Regions from separate parts of the Anas platyrhynchos genome. Here region 1 is linked to region 2. Evidence: chromatin contacts called from public Hi-C data. All regions are on one chromosome and are shown on one strand. Each heading gives the region's core, a stretch centred on a gene start, on an enhancer-like site or on the middle of the called end of the contact. The rest is flanking DNA. Distances are from core to core; before and after follow the strand shown. Region 1 holds the start of MGST2 (microsomal glutathione S-transferase 2). Region 2 overlaps MAML3 (mastermind like transcriptional coactivator 3).

Region 1 (5,712 bases), core at 1,947-4,446, 90 kb after region 2:
AGCACCTCGCTACAGCACCTCTCATTGTATTTGTATCCAGCGAGCCCTCCTCTGCTCCCACCCACACTCCTTGTTGTGCCTGATCCATCCCAGTGTGCCACCCCGCAGCACTTCCAGGGGGGAAGCGTGGTGGTGGGGAGGCTGGGGAGCGTGCTTCGTGGAGACCGAGACTCACAGGAGCACAGGAGGTCTTTTAGGAGTGTTTTCCTGGAAAACACTGAAGTTGCTTTTTGTCTTCTGCCACTCCCGAAAGTGTTATTGTTGTTATTTTGTCTGGCAAACGCTGCCTGGCTCATCAGCCAGAAGTGGTAGGTGAGTCTGAGTGTCTTGCAGCAAAGGCATTTTTACCCAGCAATGTGTGCCTTCCTTTTTTTGCCTGCACTGAGCCCTACAAGAAGCCTTACAACCAGTCTGGGACTTTTTTTTTTTCTACTGAGGTACTAAGACAAACCAAGGCAACTCACTGCATCCAAATTAGCTCAAAATAAATTAAAATAAAAAAAAAGCCTTGAAAGGGTGCTGGATGGAATAAGCCTGCTGAGGAAAACAAGGAGATTAAGGCAGTGCAGGGGCCAAACTGTTCCTGTTTGTTCAGCACGACTAAACCAAAGCAAATCCCCAGGGCCATGGTGCAACCCTGGCCTCAGCCGTCCCGCGGGCTGCCCTTGGTGTTGGCTGCTCAGCAAGGAGCTTGTCTGGGGGGCAGAGATCACACGTGGGAGCGAGGGGAGGGTGGGTTCTCATGTGCCAGTGAAAACCAAGCTGGGGGACCAGAGGCATGCCTGTCACCTGAGAAGAAAAGGTGAACCCCATGTGCGGAACAGGGCAGGTGCCAGCCAGGGACTTAAAAAAGAGCTGAGGGGACAAATTGTTGCTGTATTTCTTGTTCACTGAATGCAGCCTGCCTTTCAGTTCCATCCCGGTGAAAAGAAAACAGCGATGTAGCCCCAAGCGTGAGTTCTGTGGTTGTTTTAACAAGGGCTGAAATAAATAATAAAGCAATGGGACAGCTCTGCTGCCTGCCCACTGGAGCTGCTGTTGTGAGCACGCCAGAAAGCATTGCAGCAGGAGGAAGTAAAGATTTCCCCAGCCTTTTCCTTCCCCTCTATCGACGTGTTCAGTTCTAGCTGGCTAAATGACATGGCTGTGGTAGTTACAAAGCATATGCAACTGGCCTTTGCTGGCCTTTTTTTTGTTTTCATTTTCAGGTGGCATTTACGGTTACTGTGTTAATATCTTTACACCGAAAATGCAGGACGAATCAGGCTTTCAAGGAACGTTACTCAAATATTTTGTGTTCAAGCCTGTAGAGAGGCTGATACTTTTATCATGGTGTACGATAGTGCATGCTAATTTGCAACTTAAATAAATCTTTGAATAACTCATGGTTCTGAGACACAAAACCTTGTCTTTCTGTATCTCTGACGATGATTAAGTGAAACCTTCCTTGCTCAGGACCAGAGGCTCAGCAGAAGAAACGGAGGAGCAACCAGCGCACTAAGCGCTGTCTGTGTTGCATTTTGTTTGCAGCAATTGGTCACGCTCCGCAATGCATCCCATCCATTACACAAGCTGGTTATAGCACATGCTTGCACTACCAGCTTCACAGCGTTCACCTGAACTCACGATAGTTGATTGGTGTTGGTTTATCCATGCTAAAAGTAAACCGCGCTGTGATTTAAATCAGATTAACAGATCAGGTTCTTACAAAGGTTTCTCTCTGGGCTTGATGTTGGACTGCCCAATGCGTAAATCAAAATCCAGGTGATCCTAGCTTTTCAGTGAGTTTTAACTAGAGTAACTAATATGAACTAAACATCACAAGAAAGAACATTTTCTTCCTCCCTTTCCCCTTTTGGTATCTGCACGTTTCACTGTGTTTTCAAAATGCACTGGGTTTCCAGATAATGTGTGTTTTTGTTTTTAACTCCTAACGCTTCTATGTTAAAAGTTAAGGCAGACAAGTTGAGCTTTCACAGAAGTTGATGGTAGATATTGCCAGCAGCCAGAAATAGCAATGTTTTGTGCAGATCACAAGAGTGTGTTGCAGCTGATCTGATGACAGAAAAAGAATGCAAATTTAAAGTGCTTTCTGTTGTGTTGGACCTTTTTTTTTTTTTTTTTAAACCTAGAAGGGGTCATGTTCTCAGGCTATTTTTTTTCCTGCTAGGTGCAAGTGTTACTTCAGCAGCTGAAGCTTTCAGAACAAACAATCACATTGCATTCGTTAAGTTGCAGTGCTATAGGTACTTGGAAAAAAGATGAAGCAATTACTTTTAACTTGCTCTTAATCGCATCCTAGTATACTGCAAATGCCTTCAGAGATCATCGTGATTCCTGATGTGAACACAACTATATGAATCAACGTATATAGAAGAAATTAATTACAAGAAGTAAAAATGCTACCATAGCTACGTGAGAGATGCCCATCAAAATGAGCACTGCAGATTTGCCCGCTTCTTTCCTGGTCCTTGATTCTCGAGGTATATCAGCAGGGGACAAAACTTTTCTTTAAGGTCCAAATAGACTTGTAATGAGGAGGATGTACTGCAGAACACCTCCTATTCTTGCTGCCTGGCGTAAAGGTTTGTTTTCCTCTTCCCTTTCCGATACTTAGCGTGTGTCTGGCTATTCCAGGCAACAGTTTGTGCAGTGCTTTCAGTCCAGCACTGGTGTACTTGATTTGACAAATTTACTCTCACTTTTTGAGGTTTTGGGTTGCGTAGCTGCCTAAATAAGAATTGAAACCAAGACACAACATGGCTGTTGGGTAACTTCACAGCTAGTTGCGAGCTCTCACAGTAGCACGATTCCAAAGAGTCAGCAAACAAAACAGAACTGAAAATAAATTGAAAATAAATTACTTTTCCCCACGGGGAAAAGTAATCTGTGCCACGGAGCCAACTCCCTCTCGGGCTACAGAGAAGGCAAACAGTGCCCCAGCGAGAAGCGACTTAGGAGGCACCAGGAATTAAAGTTACAGGACAACCAGTTTGTCACCACAAAACATCCAGAATCGGTGGAAACCTCCCCGAGCCCCAGCCCTGCAGCCCCGCAGATCTTACTTTGCTGGAAGGCAGAGAGGAGGGAGACAGCGGCCAGCAAGGTGAAGTCCCCCATGGTTCTGGCCGCTTCCGTGTGCGAGCAGGGTGTGTGTAGGGGAGGGAGCTCGAGTGAGCTCAACTGAGCAATAAGGAGCAACAACAGGTGGGGAATTGCAGTGCTTCTCGGCACCACAACAAAGGAAACAAAATAGCCCGGCTTTTTAAAATGAGTGCAAAATTACAGCCATTTTTCTGCCATGGAAAAAGTTGAAATGCAGCCAGGCGGCTCTGCCTGCCTCTTGCCTGCGTGAAGGCACAGCGAGAACAAAACCAGCCCTGCCTGCCTCTGTGGCTTCAGCTGCTCTTTTAAGTCTCAGACTTCAGTCGTAATCTCGTTGGGGGCGCAGACTTTGTTCCCTGTTTGTACAGGGTCTCGTACAGTGAGGTCTGCATCCATCCCCGGTGGTGCTGCCCTAAAGGAGCAGGTGCAGGAGCTGTGGCGGGGGAGCGCAGCTTTGTGCTGTCCCTACCCTTGATTTACGGTTTTGCTGAATGTGTTCAACTTGGGCTCTTGTGGGCGACACAACAGCTGCTTACAAACAGTCACTGCGCAGGAGGAAATCGCTCAGGGTAGTTCACAGGGTAAAACAACTGAGAGAGAAAAATCTCCCCTTGTTTTATTGTCTGGAGTGTGTTTCCCGGAGTTTATGCCTGGGACTAAAATGAGGAGGGATTCTCTCAAGGATTTTTTTTATCAGCTAGCCTTAGCTAACAGGACACTTAATGTTGTTAGCCTTTACGATCCCATGAGTCCTCCAGAACAAAACCTGTGTAATTTTTTTTGTGCAATTCCAGGATTATCTGCCTGCATTGTCTCCAACTGATATTACGATGGGGTATTTCCTCGTCTTTAGTCACGTATATTAATTTTGAAGGCAAAAGTAAAACTTTAAATCATTTTTTTCATTGTGAAAATTGTCACGGTAAAATCTGTTGGGTGTTAATTCAGTATATTGTTCTTTCTAAAGATTAGAACAGTAGATATGCTTTAATAACAGCAGCTGGGTGTTTGTACTTTGTAACTCTTTAACTGCTGATTTATGCACTTTATTTACTGTTATTGTAGTAAGGGGCTGGCCTTCTGATAAGACAGCTCTGCTTCTAGGGGCTGGCTCAGGAGTGATCAAAGCATCAACACCCTGCTGATATGGGGGAGAACACGATATGGGATGGAAAACAGTAACACAGGGCTGGCAACTGGAAAGTCTGAAAGGTCAGTTTGGAAACTTAAGCCCATAAGAGTTAAGCATTTTAAGGCTAGCTGATGCTGAAGTCATGTTTGCTTTCCAACTTCATTCAAAGTATGTGAATTTCAAAATGGCAATGACACATTAAGTCCACCGAAGTTTGATTTAAAGGTAGGCAGGAATATAATCTAGGACAGGGATTGAACCCACAAAATTTTTATAAATTACATGGCCATTATGGCAGAGATAGGGTACACTTAAAACCATTTTCAATTTCTGCTGGTAGCAGGGAGTTTGTAGTTGCCTATAGACTTGTATTTCCATTGGTCATACATGGTCCACAGACAATTTTGTTATAGAGTTATGCTTTCTCCCCGTAAAACTCAGTAACAGAAAATGGGATCACACACAAAATAAGGCTTTTAGGCTGGGTCCACTTCTGACTGTGCAAATACAGTAGCATCTCAGATGCCCAGAGCTTTTACAATGTGTGTAAGCCCCAATACATAAATAGGTGGCAGGATCAACCAGGAGGTTTCTTCAGTTATGTCAGGACATTTTGGCAGCTTGTCTGTGGCTGATTCCTCAGCTTGCTCTTGAGGAATGTCATTTAATTTTGTATTTCTGCTGCTTGCATGTATTTGATATGTGCTTTGCTTATCTCTGCTGTTGTAAATGCACACGGCTTCTCCAGCTGTCTAAAGCCAAATAGCAAGAAGAGAGGCTCTGAACAGTGAAATTAGAAATACTGGTGGGATCTTATCACGCTTAGGTGGTGTCGTCCTGTACCATGCTTCCCCTGTGTGCTCCACAGGGACAAATGGGTCTCTCCCAATGCAGTTTCCAGCAGTGGAAACTGAGCCATTGGGTAGGGAAGGGACTGGCAAATCTCACGGAGCAGCTGCACCAGACCTGGGAGTCTGCGTAGCCACAGGATTTAGGGGAAATTCTTGCTGACCTGTGCTTCCCTGGCAGACCTCCGCAAGAAGGCTGGCTCTCCTGCCTGTAGGGAAGCTGCTGTTGACCCAGCAATGAAGGCAGATCCCAGCAGGGTGGCAGAGCTGCTGTCACAAGAGAGCAGATGGTTGGGGTAGTGAGACCAAAAGCATTTTAAGCATGAAACCAGGCTGATCAAATAAGTTCTTTTAATGGAGTTACACTGTCAAAGCTGCTCAGTTTTTGTCTCTGGAAGAGCTGAAAAGAGCTTTGCAAAGGGCAGGATTCAGTCTATGCTGGGGGTGTAACTTCTTAAAGGCCAGTCCCAACTGGCAGTGCAGCATCTTTTATTTTTAAACACCTCTAGGAGACAGGCTCTGAAGAATAGAGGCTCCTGGCTGGAAGGGAAAGTATCTGAACTCTCATATATTTCACTGGAAACATTTATAGGGTAAATCAACACTATTACAATGTATGAGGCTAGC
Region 2 (5,803 bases), core at 2,692-5,191:
GCTGCTGCGGGGAACACTGGAAGGGGAAGAATATCTGCTGGAGGTGTGAGAAAAATCTCCAGTAATTTTCTTCAGACAGGATCTTCTCTGAAGCTGTTTTATTTGCGATTGCAATGCTGGGCACCCTGTCAATCAGGAATGCAGTTTAGTAACCAAATCCTAACCTTTTATTCCCCATTACCCAACACCTGATCACCTCCCCTGTTTCCTCATTGCCTGAGCACTACAGGTTCACGAGCTACTCGACACTCCTCTACACCCTATATGTACAATTTTTCTGTTTTTTCAACCCTTTAATTTCTCCTTTCTTATGTTTTGAGAACTTGTGATCTTTGTTTTACTGCTCCCACACTGCTCATCCTGTTTTTCTCCAGCTCCTACCTTATTTTGGAACAGCGAGGCCTTCTGCTGTCCGCTTATCTACTGAGCATTTCTCCTTATTGTGACTACACAACTACCTTGGGATACAGAAAAGTGATTCTCTCCTGCAAAAACACAACTGTTTCTCACAGTAGGTTCAGGCATGGCAGCGCTTTCTTGCTAGCAGGGAGAGGAGAAGGCTGCCACCACTTTCCTGATGAGTCAGGGAAATCCACTCCGCCTGCAGTGGTGAGTGCTTCGTGTATGGTTATTGCGGTTCGGAGCTCGGGGTCTGGCAGTACCAGGCAGCTTTGGGTTTGGCAAAAAAAAAAAGAACAAACAAAAAAGTGACTTCTGTCCCCAGACGTATCGAGACCACGGACAGTCTCCTGCAAATCCTTGCTGCAGCCACCAGGACCCAGGACATTCAGGGGCGGTTCTCGGCTTGGTGTTGGTGTCTTCCACCTGGCCTTGAAAAAAGTCACTCTGGGGCAGCTGTGCGTTGTGAAGCTGGGCCCTTAATGTAATTCTGAAATATGCTAATTGCCAGGCTTTTGTTTTCATTTGACAGTTTTGAAAAGCTTAGAAGAAAGGAGGAAAAATAAAAGAGCATTGTAAATAGCCCTAGGAAAAACCTCAACCTGCTGCCCATGTAATTTCCTTTATAAACAAACTCTCATACTAGGGGCGGCTTTATCACCCAGCAGATTTGTGCACCATTCTGCATGCCTGATACCTAGTCGATTTTCCATCTTTTCTCCAGCGTGCCTGCTCATTGTTGAAGTTGTTACTAAGGTTACTGCCGCTGTTATTAAATAAGGAAGAAGTGCTTGCTTATCCCAAAGCTTGTATATATTTCTCTACTATCTGTGTGTCTAATTAAGCATAGTTTTTCTCTCTCTCCAGACTGTGCTTAGACCATCATGGTTATAAGGCTGCTATTTATCTGTAATTTAAACTCCCGGTCCCTCCTGCTACCTCTCCCTTTATCTCTGCCTCTTTTAAATAGTCCAGAAGTGATTAAGCATGTAGATAACGAAGCAAGAACTTGGACCTGCACAACTTTTTTTCTCCCTTGGCATTGCAAGAAAATAAGCGTCTTTCCAAGAGTGCATGTAATACCATAATTACAGGCCAAACTACGAAGATTTCATTTTTTTTTTCTTAGAGTTTGGTGGGACAAAACTTAAGCCTTTGGAAATGAAACTGGAGGAAGGACTTGACACCACACAGACAGAAATCTTAATTAAACACAGATGTCAACAGCAGCAACATGTAATTAGTGCCCTAATTGTGACTGGGCACGTCATCTTGGTGGCTTGGGGAGGATCCAGATGCAGGCATCTGACTGTGGATGCCTCCCTTTGAGCTAGCTACCGGGGCTGCCTTTAAGGTCGGTGAAAAGAAAGACACTTCTAGAGCATGGCTTATGTCACTGCTACCCCAGCTGGGCATAGAGGATATGAATCGTGGCCTTAAGACTCCAAGGAATCAACTCGTTCTTGCTTGCAGCTTTCTTATGGTGCCTACAGGAGTCTGGGGGCTCTTGCTGTCATGGTTGTAGTATGTTTGTTTGTTTGTGCTTTGAGGAAATGCAAGACATTTTATATTCCCATTGGCTGGGCACAGAATTGGAGAGATTTTAATTGAGTTTTAGGCATGCTGCTGAGTTCATACACAACTTCAGGCAAGCTCCCTGCTCTCTGAAGTCAAATGCAGAGGTTTAATCTGGGTTTACATCTGAATGGCAGACACCATTTAAGTGCTAAGTGATGGTTTGCATTTCTTTAGGCATACAAATGATTTTTTTTTCTATTTTAGATTTAGCCCAGCTCAGTTCTTCTCTGAGACCCAACTCCACTTAATCCTGGTAGTAGCCCAAGAGCACTTTATCAGCAGACTAAGGAACTGGAAGTGCCCTGGTCCGAGGTGGCTCGTCACTGCTAGGCCAGAAGAAAAAGTTGGGAATGCAAAGTCTTTTCAGAAGGAAAAATAAGATGAGAGGAAGCCCAGTGGGTGAATGCACAGCTGGTTTATGGTGCATTTCTGTGGCTTATCTAACAACAAACTATAATGCCTTGTGCTTCAGACCTCTGAGGGGTTTAGTAAAGAACCGTGGTGCTCTCTGTGACTCAGCCTTGGATCTTGTTTACCTAGAGCATCTAACAATAGAAAATGTTCCTTTGTCTTTGTTTATTTGACACTTTTAGAGACACAAGCTCTCAGAGGTGAACAGGGCTTGAAATCCAACTTTTGTTTGGATTAACTGCTAATAAGTGCTTAGTACCCATGGATGGCTGTGACACAAGACCATAAGAATGTCATGGCAGCAACTGCATGCACATGTGTGCACGTGTGGAGAATACAGAGATTATTTTTCTCAGCCATCCGATGGAAAAGGTTAAAAAAATACGTGTTGTGCACAATGGCCATTGCTCCAACTGAGTTCAGCTCCAGAGCAGCGAGCAGCTTGGGGAATTGCCCTGCAGGCAGGCTGCTGTGCTTAGGGATGCTGTGTTGCTTTAGACAGCTGCGAGTAGAACTGAGCACCTATATGTATAGACGTCCCTGTATGGCTTAAGAAGGTAGAAATGTGGTTTCCCCTCAGTAATAGCTAACATTTTTTCAGAAACGTTCAGTGATGAGCTACCCTGGCGATGCGGTACTTGCAAAACTTCACAGAGCAGCTTTAGGAGGAGGGCAGAGCAGCAAACGCGAGACTCCTGTTCACAAGCCTGGCTCCCGCTGAGGTGCTCAACATCAAGCAGCAGGTCACATCCAGCCTGTGGGCTCTTCCCCGCCTGTCAGAGTAGTTTATTCAGATTGGGCACAGGCACCTTTCTTCTTGATGTCCTTCAGACATCAACAGAGAAGCGTGCTCTAGGCCAGATGATTTCACAGGCGCTGCTGGCATTTGCTGCAGGCAGCTGCCTTTTCCGGATGCCTCACAGCCCGTTCCCCAACACCGGTCAGGTGCCACCACATCTGTGCCCACGCTGGGCATCATTATCACGTGGCAAGCCAATGTGCATTCATGCTGCTGAGGAAGCTGCTGGGGGCACTGGGAGACGTGGTCCACACCGCTCACTGTATGGGCATGAACAGCCAGGAGCAAACACTGAGTCACTTGGGCAGATTTCCTGCAGCTGCTCTCTTCCCTAGGTGCTCCAGGTGTGTGCAGGGAGAGGAGAGAGACACCACGTTGTGAAAGAACGCATCCTTTTCAGCATCTGCCCTTTGGGAAGCACAAAGCCAGTGCATTTATGCAAATCAACAGCACTGTGCACGTATTTTCAGCCTAGGAAGGGGATGGGATTTATACTGGGGTGAAGATGGCTGTTACAGAGGAAATAAGGAAGATAAGACCCAAGCAAAGGTCTCAGATGGCATTGTTGGTTGCATAAATTGTTCTTTATATTTTAGATTGCTTAGGGTGCACAAGGAGAAGCATGCGCTTAAATGCTTCGCTGAATCAGAGCCTTGATTTGTTTAAAATCTCTTTTCTTCTTCTTTATACTTCTTCAGCAGACGTAAATGGTGCATTTGCAGTTCACCCCGCACAGCAGGTCCAGCCTTGGGAGTCTGTGACTGATAATCGCCGGGATCTGGGAGACCAGACGAGTACTTTTCCATTAGTTGTTGTTGCGTGCCTTTGTGAGACTCAAGGTCAGCTGGAGGTGAAGGCATTGAGGCAACAAAGAAGTAAAGTTTGTGTGGTTTGCTTGGCCATATTTAGGGCAAAACTGCTATTCACTTTTTTTTTCTGGCCTTTAGCCCGTGGCAAATAGCTCTCAAACAGTGCTCAGAATAATTCAGAACGTGTCTAGGGCATCTTGTGCAATCCTCTGACTCCTTTAGTCTTCACAGGTCTTCAAGGATCCTGCAAATTTTTTTACAGTGCTGGCTATAACTTGTACTGAAAGGAAAAGGGAACGTAAAGAAGATTTGTTTCATCAGAGTTAGTGTCCGGCTCTGAAGAAATTTTGGTGCAGAAGAAATAATCTTACCAACTGGACCCTCAGCTCCCAGTGAACTTCACGGGAGCTGAGGGCTTCAGAGCATTGCACGAGTGGGCTATGTAAGACCCCAAAGGTTTTATAAAGGAGTCTTACAAAGCTGCTGCGTGCAGTCTTCTAAATAGATATGCAAAGGCAAGGCAAACAGGCTGGTCTAGCATTACTCTTTCCTAGAGATGGATCGAGCTGGGTGTACTGATGAGGGAAGTGTTGGCGTGAAGGGAAAAAGAAGAAATCCATTTTGGATTTTTCCAACGCCCAGTTTGTTGTTGTTGTTTAATGGCCTATACCTTAGCACACGTCTGCTTTCAGGCCCATCTGTCCCATGTTTCTTCTTTTTCTTTCTTTCTTTTTCCTGAAGGACATGGCTCAGGAGCATAATGAGAATTAGGACTTGGAAGAATTGTGGTATTACCTCATCAGCATGCCAGAGATTTTCCCCCTTGCCCCCATCATGGCTGGATCTCCTTTGCAAGGCCTACTGCCCTGTTAACTTCTTTAACCTGTACATAGGTAACCTACAGTCCTTAAAAGTATTTCTCCTCACAAAGAAGTCATCAGGTCACCTATGTCCTCAGACAAGCTGCACAGGCCAGGCACAGGGGACGGCTGGGGAAGAGGAGACAGGCTTGTGGAGAGAAATTCTGGGATAAATTAGCCACTTTGTTTGCAGCATAGTATCTAACTTGGCCTGTTGTTGATTCACAGGATTTTCTTTTATATGTGATGGTTGTGGAAATCTGTTAGTTGTGATCCTAATGCATTTTCCACTGGAAGATTTTTTTTTACAGTGGTGGAACCCAAAAAGGGGTTGACTAACATGTGGGCTTGAACAGGTACAGTCTGTAGACTACTTGGCATTCATTCCCATTCTTTGCTGATGGTATCGAACATTTTGCTTAGAAAACCATGAATTGAACTTAGTGGTGTGGAAGAATCCCTGCAATTACTTATCCCGCGTTGTTTTGAGGAACCCCCGATGCTCCTTCATGCAACTACGGCATAAGTAACCATGTGGAGGTGAGGTGGTGCTTGTTGGGAGTTAACATAGCAGCAAAATGAATGGGAGACAACTGCACGGGGCGAGTTCAGCCTTCTGGTAGCTTGCTGAGAGTCTTCTGCACATCATACGCTAGACTGGCTTCTGCAATGAAGGAGGTTGAATAGGAGCTCACGGTCCTCAGAAACCAACAGGGTGATAGGAGGAGTGGTGGCGTGCCTCCCTCCACCATCCCGCATCTCTTCTGTTTGCTTCCTCGGCATTTCGCTGCGAATATTCTTGATAAGTGTATTATGCATGTAGATTGCACCATGGTGGTACTTTGCATGCAACTGGAAGGTAAATTGCTTGCTCTAAACATAGAAGGGGCTCTTTCCTCACAGTGCCTAGACAAGATTTCAGTCTCTTGATGCTGAAGTCATAATCA

The links. A called contact is a pair of places that touch in the nucleus more often than the background predicts.
Region 1: a Hi-C map of small yellow follicle shows a contact between it and region 2, with 2.4 times the contacts expected there. The contact joins the promoter of MGST2 here to the enhancer-like site in region 2. A contact is called at or near these places in 2 of 8 Hi-C or Micro-C datasets (F5 follicle and small yellow follicle).

What each region holds. Positions count from the first base shown.
Region 1 is chr4:40,072,901-40,078,612 of IASCAAS_PekinDuck_T2T, forward strand. It overlaps MGST2 (microsomal glutathione S-transferase 2), which reads right to left and starts at 3,197. Exons shown (of 5, transcript XM_005022410.6): 1 at 3,066-3,197. The coding sequence starts at 3,120. It overlaps LOC119716918 (a long non-coding RNA gene), which reads left to right. Exons shown (of 7, transcript XR_011808671.1): 4 at 2,171-5,712.
Region 2 is chr4:39,982,605-39,988,407 of IASCAAS_PekinDuck_T2T, forward strand. All of the region lies in intron 2 of MAML3 (mastermind like transcriptional coactivator 3), which reads left to right. Among named protein-coding and RNA genes, the nearest start is that of MGST2, 91 kb to the right of the region's middle. Within about 2 kb of position 3,942, at least 4 of the 8 cell types and tissues checked have an H3K27ac peak or open chromatin away from gene starts, as enhancers often do. A contact at or near this core is called in F5 follicle and small yellow follicle, where this site is marked.